Linked DNA regions of Sus scrofa: region 1 is linked to region 2. The links are chromatin contacts, called in public promoter capture Hi-C maps. All regions are on one chromosome and are shown on one strand. The core of a region is the stretch at or near the end of the contact, and the rest is flanking DNA. Distances in the headings are between cores, read along the strand shown. Region 1 holds the start of LOC110255736. Region 2 overlaps DUSP10 (dual specificity protein phosphatase 10).

Evidence for each region. Promoter capture Hi-C pulls out the DNA fragments that hold promoters and counts their contacts.
Region 1: a contact with region 2 is called in a promoter capture Hi-C map of liver, with 4 times the contacts expected there. The contact joins the promoter of LOC110255736 here to the enhancer-like site in region 2. A contact is called at or near these places in 2 of 5 promoter capture datasets (fetal skeletal muscle and liver), 6 of 47 Hi-C or Micro-C datasets (fetal heart ventricle, liver, mesenteric adipose tissue and 2 more) and 1 of 2 datasets of contacts at active chromatin or transcription factors (skeletal muscle).

What each region holds. Positions count from the first base shown.
Region 1 is chr10:11,312,676-11,317,541 of Sscrofa11.1, forward strand. LOC110255736 reads right to left here and starts at 2,055. Exons shown (of 7, transcript XM_021065090.1): 1 at 2,009-2,055; 2 at 911-1,353. The coding sequence starts at 2,055. HHIPL2 (HHIP-like protein 2) reads right to left here. Exons shown (of 10, transcript XR_002336124.1): 10 at 3,172-3,801. It overlaps TRNAT-UGU (a tRNA gene), which reads left to right and starts at 701; the gene lies at 701-773.
Region 2 is chr10:10,877,167-10,882,101 of Sscrofa11.1, forward strand. All of the region lies in intron 2 of DUSP10 (dual specificity protein phosphatase 10), which reads right to left. LOC110255634 (a long non-coding RNA gene) reads left to right here. Exons shown (of 5, transcript XR_002336204.1): 5 at 1-1,349. Among named protein-coding and RNA genes, the nearest start is that of DUSP10, 26 kb to the right of the region's middle. Within about 2 kb of position 3,520, at least 12 of the 83 cell types and tissues checked have an H3K27ac peak or open chromatin away from gene starts, as enhancers often do. A contact at or near this core is called in liver, where this site is marked.

The sequences.
Region 1 (4,866 bases), core at 805-3,304, 430 kb after region 2:
TAATAATAAACACATTGTCCAGCAGGAAAGAAAGTTGAGTAGTTGGGGGCAAAGGGGCCGGATAAGGAGGGTGGTGCCGCGTTAAATGGGGGAGGGGGTGGTGAGAGAAGAGTCTTGATGAGAAAAGGAATCTGAAGGAGGTCAGGGAGAGAAGCCTCCAGACCTCTGGGAGCGCGTGCTTGTCATCCTCTCCTTCAGGCAGTGATGGATCGTTTACACAGGAGAGGGAACAGAGCGCTACCTACTCACTGTACCTCTACCATCGGGTAGGACGTGCGTACTCAAAAATGTGTGGAATCAATTAATTCATCCTCAGTCGATTACTTATTTCAGTTACGGGTACCAAAGATACTCCCCCATAACTTCCCTCTAAGTACAAAACTTGATACAATTTGTCATACAAACAACAGACTGGAGAACTTTTTAAGACGTAAAGGTACCATTCATGCACCATTAGAACAGTATTTCATTTTTGCACTTTCCCTTTCAGTAATTATCTGTATGCATAATGTATCGTCGGTATGAATTCGTGTTTGGTAATCATAAACATACAATTTTGAGATTCGGCTTTTTTTTCTGCTTATTACGTTGTCTTTACAATTGTCCGAGATAGTGGACGCCGAGGGTCAGTTAATTGAGACTGCCGGAAAGCAATGTTACTTCCAATGTCCTTGAATTACAGCGCGCCAGGTAGTGAGCAGGCTCCATAGCTCAGTGGTTAGAGCACTGGTCTTGTAAACCAGGGGTCGCGAGTTCGATCCTCGCTGGGGCCTCATCTGCATTTCCGCTTTTTTTAAAAAACCATCCCGCGTAAATACGCACCAGGGATTCCAAAATGAAACAGTGATTTCTAAAAAACGGTACTTCTGGCAGGACTTAGTCCTGAAATATAAATCACGAACATGCTTACCGTGCCTCAGAGCGACCCGGAAGAGAAAATCCTGGAACGCCGCGAAGCAGGAAAAAAAGAAAAATGGTCCACGGTGGCCGGCGCTACCCGAATCTGCGGCCAGAGCGCCGGAAGAGAGGGCGCAAGGCGCCGGGGGCTCGTTTTCAAAGCCCTGCAAACCCAGACCCCGCGCCGAGTTACGAAAGGCAGAGGGCGGCGACGCGGGGACCTCGACGGCGCGCGGCGCGCGGCGCGGGTGCGCGGGGCGGGCGGGACGTGGCTGCGCCTGCAGTGACGCCGCGCGGCCGCCTGGTGGCGCTGGAGCCCGGCTCTCGCTGGCCCGACCCGCGGCGAGGGCGCCTCCAGACCCTGTTGCCGGGCCCAGAGATTGGCCCGCGTGGCCTGGACGAGGACACGTGGCAGCTTGGCGTTCAGAGCCCAGCTTGGCGCCACCATCCTGCCCCCTACGAGAGAAAGAGGGAGCGATTCCCCGAAATAAACGGGCCCGGGCTGCGCGGGAAGCCAAGGTTTGCAGTTTTTACCCTGAATTCCCGAATGCTGGGTGACTATAGTCACCAGTGCCCTTTCTTTTCTGTTTCTTTTTTTAAGGGCCACGAGTGGCATATGGGAGTTCCCAGGTGAGGGGTCGAATCAGAGCTACAGCTGCTGACCCACGACACAGCAATGTAAGATCCGCGCTGCATCTGCTACCTACACCACAGCTGGTGGTAACCACGGATCCTTAACCTACCGAGAGAGGCCAGGGATCAAACCCGCATCCTCATGGCTACTAGTTGGGTTTGTTTCCGCTGAGCCACAACGGGAATTCCCCAGAGCATTTTCTGAATACAGAAATTGTCCGCACCCAGGATGTTTTGATAAAGGACTGTCTATAAACTAGCCCCCTGCCACATGAAACCATTGAGTGCCTGAAATGTGGCTATTCCAGATTGAGATTTGCTGAAATAAAATACACATTGGGTTTAGAAAATTCAGTACCAAAAAAAAAAAAAAAAGAATGTCAACTATCCCATTAGTAATTTTTAATCAATTACATATTGAAACAATAATACCATAATATACAGGATTAAATAAATTGTGTAATTGCATTAATTTTACCTTTTTTTGGCTACTAGAAAAATTTTAATTAAATGGGCGGCTCCCATTTGCAGCTCTCATATGGGGCAAGTTCAAGGATCCCGAGTCTCATGACCTTGAGTTCAAGTTAATGCTTAACAGTGCTTACAGCAGGTAAGCCTTTCATCTCTTTGGGTCTCCCAGAGCCTGTACTGTGCCTGGCAAGCTGTAAGCATGGCACTTGTTGAGACGAAATCAAGTATCTCCCCCAGCATAACCCAAACTCCACAAAAAACAAGAGAATGTATTTCTTAATCTGGGTTCTTTTGAGGATGATGTGACTGGGACAATTTCTTGGCTTGCAAGATTTTAGCTCTGGATCCTAAAACCCTGGCATTTTTGGTTTTGTTCCATTAAGTCAAATTGCCTATATTCTTCCGGGTACTCTGCAGAATCTGGAGAACTTGTTGAAGCTCTTAGCTCTGTCATTCCTCAAGTACCAGGTTAAAAGCCACCACCCTCCCTGGGGGCCCCCAGAGAGGCTGACAGGGGCGTTGGTTCAAGTCCAGCTGAACAATTCCCCGCTCCCTTGCTGCCGTGGTCCAGGGCAAGTGGCCTAACCTCGCCAGGCCTCACTTCCCTGATCTGCAGCAGAAGTGATGGGGCAACACGCAAGCAGCAAGGTTTTGAGGTTTTGGAGAGTGGATATAAACTTAGCACATAATAGGTATGCAACCTGTAGTCATGTTTGCTATGCTCTCTGCCCCGCAGAACAGTAGGCGCCAGAGGACCTGCCTTTATTCATACCCTCGCTTCAGTGAGGGCGAAGGAGACATCCATTTTAGAGGAGCTCTCCCCCAAAGGCATCACTACAAGCCCCCTCTTAGACCTGAGATGAGGCTTGGGAGTGACACATGGCTCTTAGGCAAACTGGGTGAAGCACGGCAGATTTTTTTTTTTTTTTTCTTTTCTGTCTTTTTCGGCCACCTGGGCATAGGGAGTTCCCGGGCCAGGGATCAAATCCCAGTCGCAGCTGCGACCTAGGCCCCGCTGGGGCAACTGGATCCTTTAACCTGCTGTGCCTGGCCAGGCTCAGAACCTGCGTGCTGGCCCGCAGAGACGCTGCCGAGCCCCTGCCCCACGCGGGAACTCCACGTCCCATTTCTTACCACCAGGCAAGCATCCAGGAGATCAAACACTCCGGGTCCATTTGAGCAAGTGTTGATTTATTGCCTTAGGTCACGGGCACTTACAAACAGGGACACACAGTGGACTTCCAAGCGGGTTTACAGACTGGCAAACAGGCAGCCAGGTAGCCTGGCAACATGGGCTTTGGTCTCGCTGCAGAAGCGGACATGGGGCATCCGGTCAGGTCAGAGGACAAGGTTCTTGAGGAGAAGACCACTGCGCAGCCCAAGGTCAAGCTCTCACCACTGGTCCTCGCCTGCACCCCAGCTTCCCAGGTGTCTAAGGTCATGTGCAGCAGCAGCAGCAGCAGCAGCAGCAGTTCCCCAGGGGCAAACTGGAAGCTCATCCCCTGACCCACCACCTTGACGGAAGCATCAGAGGGAGGCTCCTGCCAGCTCGCTGCCGCTGTGCCCCTCTGCCTGGGGGGGTCTTGGGGCTCTGCTTCCTCCTCCCCTGGGGGCCTGGGGACCACACTCGCTTCTTTGCCCCAGGCCGAGGAAACGGCTTCCTGCTGCTTGTGGGGGAAGCTGGCTTCTTGGAGGGGCCTTTCCGAGAGGAGGCCCGGTCTGGCCTGGAAGTTACAGTTGCGTTGGATGATTTTCTAGCAGCTTCTTCAGCTTGCTCCTTTAGCAAGTCCAAGACCGTCTCTGGGAAACAAATATTTATTTAGTAGAAATAGAAGCCCTGGAAAGCAGCTCTAAGGGAAGTGCCACCCAGGAAACCTGTGCTCGCTTGAGGGTTCTTGAATGTAAGTTCTTTTTTTTTTTTTTTTTTTTTGTCTTTTTGCTATTTCTTGGGCCGCTCCCGAGGCATATGGAGGTTCCCAGGCTAGGGGTCTAATTGGAGCTGCAGCCACTGGCCTACACCAGAGCCACAGCAACGCGGGATCCAAGCTGCATCTGCAACCTACACCACAGCTCACAGCAACGCCGGATCCTTAACCCACTGAGCAAGGGCAGGGACCGAACCCGCCACCTCATGGTTCCTAGTCGGATTCGTTAACCACTGCGCCACAACGGGAACTCCTTGAATGTAAGTTCTTTTGAAATTAACATTTTTAATGTCCTTCACTGGCCTTGATCTAAAAATACTTTTTTTTTTTTTTTTTTTTCTTTTTAAGGCATACAGAGGTTCCCAGGCTTGGAGTCAAATAGCAGCTGCAGCTGCAAGCCTACACACACCACAGCCAGAGCAACGCCAGATCCGGGCAGCATCTGTGACCTACAAGCAGCTCATGGCAATTCCAGATCCTTAACCCACTGATCAAGGCCAGGGATTGAAACCCGCATCCTCATGGGTACTAGTCAGGTTCCTTACTGCTGAGCCCCAATGGGAACTCCCAAAACAATTCCTTTGTGATGGGATTCCTCCAATGCTGCATGGCTCTAGAAGAGTTCCCTTGGAAACAGCATCCTTCCGCTGTGAGTCTTTCCTGACTCCGCACCTAGCCTGGAAGAGGGCCTCCGGCTGGGGGCCCAGTCAGAGGCCTGGACATCCTTCTAGCCAGAGCCTCCGTGCTGCATCTATTTCTTCATTTGCCTGTGCTCCATGCGCCCTCTCACTGGACTCAGAACTCCTGTAGGTCAGGCTCACTGCTGTGTCCCCAGGGATGGCCACAAAGGAAGGAAGGAACGAACGAGGGACCACAGGTCACAGCAAAAGCAGGTGCTGGCCCTCTCCGTCTGGTCGCAGAGGAGACATCTAGACAGAGC
Region 2 (4,935 bases), core at 2,270-4,769:
GTGGAAAGCGAGTCTTGGTGGATGCTCCTGTGTGGATCCTCTGTGGAAACTGGAGTCTCTCGAAGCAGATGCTCAGGATTCTATTCTCAGAAGGATTTGCTGTGGAGGACACAAAGGCTGGATAAACTGGAGCTGACATCAGGCTTCCAGAATCTTCCACAGAGAAAGTCAGAGTCGTTTCATACTTTTCAGAGCAGAGAAATCACTCACCTTCCCAAGAGAAATAGTAGGAGGACTACTTAGGCTCACACATCACTTCTTCCTCTTGAGTCCCAGAAAGTGTCTCCATTAGTCCCAGATGTGACTGCGTAGTTCGCAGCAGGAATGACTTCAAGTTCATTACCAGATCCTGCCCCCAGAAAACATGTACTCTTTCTCACAGAGAATAAAGGGAGGCTGTATTACAGTGAGGATGCATCAAGCGTGCTAGATCACCGGGTGTAAGGTAAGAAAAAGGGGTAATAAAAAATCTTTGTTACCAGAGGAAGGGACGGATTGAGGAGGCTGAGTCCAGCAGAGTTGCTGGTAGAGACTGTGAGCCAGAGAGGAGGACACCTATGGTCCTTAAAATGGCATCATTTCATTGTTTACATGTGAACTGTGCCATGTCTGGAAAAACATAAGCCAGGAGTTACCATAAGCTTAAAACGCTTCAAAAATTAGGATCTTTTTAAAAACATTTAAAAAAAACGTTTAAAGTATGGCTGATTTACAATGTTGTGCCAATGGCTGCTGTACAGCAAAGTGACCGGGTCATATTACACACACACACACACACACGGATATACACCCACACATGCCCTTTCTCCTACTGTCTTCCATCGTGGTCTATCCCAGGAGACTGGACCTAGTTCCCTGTGCTGTATGGCAGGACCTCATTGTTCATCCATTCTACATGCCATAGTTTGGATCTACTCACTCCAAACTCCCGTCCATCCTACTCCTTCCCATCCGCCTTGGCAGCTACATGTCTGTGGTCTTGAATTCAAGCACATTCTGATTATTTGGGCAAACGTCACTAAATGTTCCAGGAAGATATGTTAGTCCCTTGCCTCGTGGATTTTTTTACTGCTCCTCTCTCTGGGTGGGAGGTACACATTCTCCACAGGTAGATTTTTCAAGCCAGCTCTAGGAGGCAGTCTATTATTTGCTTGGCAGCAGGGGAAAAGGGCAGGAATTGTCTTATTTAAATCCCTCTGTACACAAGACTTAGCTCTGTGTGGCAGGATGATAGGTAACCTGTGGATGTGAGTGATACCAATAGCTGCAGGGACGAGATCAATCCTTGGTCATGGAGGGGTGAGCGATCTCTTTTTGGAAATAATTTACAAAAACTAAAAGATAAGTACAAGGATCTCTCTGGTGTCTGTTTTACCTAGTAACAAACCATAGGTAGAAATTACTTCAAGAATACCCCTCACAAGAGTTCCCATCGTGGCTTCGCCATAGCGAACCCAACTAAGATCCATGAGGATGCAGGTTCGATCCCTGGCCTCACTCAGTGGGTTAAGGATCTGGCGTTGCCATGAGCTGTGGTGTAGGTCGCAGACGCAGCTCAGATCTGTTTGCTGTGGCTGTGATGTAGGCGGGCAGCTGTAGCTCTGATTCAACCCCTAGCCTGGGAACCTCCGTGTACCACAGGTGCGGCTCTAAAAAGGCAAGAAGAAAAAGAATGCCCCTCATTCCCTCCCCTTAATAGACTCAAGATTAGTCCTGTCCTTATACTGAACAGGAATCTAACCAAGTCGTATTTCGTGATGTTTTGAGAGGAAAAAAAAATTCCAGAAAAGTTTATACCCGTGTATTCGCAAATTTTGAGTTAATAGTACAGTCCTTTCATTGGGTTTTCTGCTGGACAACACTCACAATTTAGACTATGGATGCTTACCGGAAACAGACACTGCTTGGCTTGTGTCATCCCTGTGACCCGGGGATCTTAGTTTTGTCTCCCTCAGCTTATGTGCCAACTCTTCCACCCCAACAATTTGGTGGATTATAAATCTAGCATTCTGCAAATAAGCTAATACTTGACTATAATATATATACTAAGAACTAAAAACCATAACTTTCACTCCTTCCTAATCTTTGTATAATTTACAATGCGCTTTCAGCTAAATTTTTGGTTCTATATGATTCTACGACTATTTGCAATTATTAACTTGTTTGGAGGCTCTGGCTTCTTGTATTTTAAAATATATTGCTCCCTTTTTTCTTTTTTTTTTTTTTTCCTTTTTTTTCAGCCGCTCTCATGGCATATGGAAGCTCCTAGGCCAGGGACTGAATCTGAGCCGCAGCTGCAACACACGCCACAGCCGTGGCAACGCCAGATCCTTAACCCAGTGTCGCAGCAGGAACTCCCATTGCTTCCATCTTTGATAAAAACATTTTTATGCCCTCAACATAAAAAGACATACAAATAGATATAATTTATACATATATATATATAATTCCTGCCCAAATATTTGCCTCAAGAAAGTGAACTGAGTCAGAAAGATCCAATGATGAAGGAAGTATGATTTACAAAAATTAAAAATGAAGCTTTAATTGTATGCCTTCTAAGACATGCTCACCCTGGCATGTCTTTGTCAAAAGCTGTCCTGGCCACAGCCCCCCTCAGCTCAGAAGTTGCCTCTGCTCCCTCCACTCTGACAACCACCAGCTTGTTCTGTGTATCTAATGAGTCTGTGTCTGTCTTGTTTTGTTTTGTTGGTTTGTTTTGTTGGGGGGCAGGTGAAAGAGGTACGGGGTGAAGTCGTATAAGCTTCCAGCTATAACATGCATAAATCACGGGGATGAGATGTATGGCATAGGGAACGGGCACTGACGCTGCAGGGGGACAGGTGGCTACTAGACTTATTCTCATGGGACGCTGTGTCACGTATTGAAAATATCAAAGCACAACGTTGTACACCTGAAATTCAAGCAATATTGTTTGTCAATTATAATTGCATAAAAAACAAAAACGAGCATTTTATTGTAGGTAAATGATAGCTCAACAGAGCTACTTTTAAAACAAATAACAATAATAAAAAAAGGCAGTTGCCTTTGGTGCATTTAGGTCCCCTCCTGCAGAACTGGTGCAGCAAAGACCTGGGGGTTAAGTTGCAGCTGCTGAAGCAGCTCTCAACTGGACAAAAAAGGCAGCTTCTAGTGCCTGCCCTTGACGGGAGGTCCTCTGGTGTTGGCTTCTTCTCAGCCTTCCTCCTTAAAGGCTTTGATGAGTAACCAGCGTTTAGGATGCCACCAGTTTAATTTGTGTGTATTTGAATAACACGGGCAGATTGTTAGAGAGACTACTGAGCAAGTATGTAAATACAGCCTGTTTCTTTAAATCTGTTACCTCATTTATTTACATTAGAACAGAGAGCCCTGCCAGAAGCAACAGCTGATGACAGCCATGTAATTTTCCACAAAGACAACAATTAAACAGCTCTGTGTTATTTTAATGAGCAGATGACTTTTCAGGGAGCAGGCTTCAAACTGCTGAGACCTCGGAGTTCCCACAGCCAGGAACCCCTGGGGTCTGGCAGAAGGCACTGTGACTTCAAGGTGAAGTACCCTTTGCCCCTCTGCCCACTGCACCAGCCCCATCTGCTCCCCCTTCTCCTTCCGCCTCCCCTCCCTCTCTTCTAAACACTCGGGAAGAAAACAAGCCGGAGCTTTACCTGGAATACCTGTGCTGCTTAAGAGTCCAAGGAGTCCTCAGAATATTTTTAAGTCTCTTTCTTTCAAAAAGAGTTGAGAGTGGGGGGTCCAGGCTCCCTTCTGCCCCTCACACCCGGGAGGCCCCGTGTGCCCAGAGAGCCCCATCTTCTGCATCCGCCCCCCAACCCGCGTTCTGTCTCCGTAAGGTTTTTCAGGAAGCACCACTGAGAAGGCAGGGCATGGGTAGAGCTGGTTTCTCCAAGTTTCAGGCTCGGCCTGAGAGCAGTGGACCATCCACCCGTCTGGGCCAAGGCTGGACAGTCAGAGCTCACATGCCTGGGGGGTCCGGTTGCTCCCTCCATCCCTGAGGTCTGTCTGAAGCCCACACCACTGAGTCTCATTTTTCCTGGGAGTTTGCCACTGGTCCCTAGACTGAGCTGCACCCCCACCCACCCCCAAGATGCCCATTAAAGAGAGTAAAGGAATAGCCTTTCTTTCCAGACAGGGCTTTGGGGTTCAGTCAAGTGAATGCCTCTCAGAATGCAGGCGGGGTGGACGCAGGGACTCGAGGGGCCGCCAGAGAGACCCCCAAGTTCCAGCCCCACGTTCCCCCAAAACTGCCAAAGTGCAGATCTCCTCTTGGTTTCTCTAGCCCTCCTCGTCTAAACGGCACTCACTCTCTCTGCGCAGACCTCCTGGGTCCCCGGGAGAAAGACCCACACTCAGCTCCCCTCTGGGTTTTCTTAACAGACACACCAGCTATGTTAACACGTTTCACTTTTGAAAACCCTTTGAGTTCCTGTTGTGGCTCAGCGGGTTAAGACCCCAACTAGTAGCCATAAGGATGCCAGTTTGATCCCTGGCCCCACTCAGTGGGTTAAGGATCCAGTGTTGCCACAAGCTGTGGCTCGGATCCCGCACTGTTGTGGTGGCGGCCACAGCGCAACTGGACCCTAGCCTGGGAACTTCTATATGCTGCAGACGTAGCCATGAAAAAAAAAATAAATAAAAAATAATAGCTTTTTATCTGAGAGTAAGCCTCCCAGACCTTCAGAGACTTGAGTGATAGGCTGAAAATGCCCCTTTCTTCTCCCTCCACCCCCGTCAGGGTCCACTGGGAGGAGATGGATGGTAAACATATAAACACACAAATAAAAAGGTAATGATTAATGACGATAAAGGCCGTGAGATGCCCTTCGGTGCCTGGGTGCCATGAGGGGGGACTGATTCGATTGGGGTTCGGAGAAAAAAAGCTCTCTGGGCATGGGAGGGAGGGAGGTTTGGAGAAGT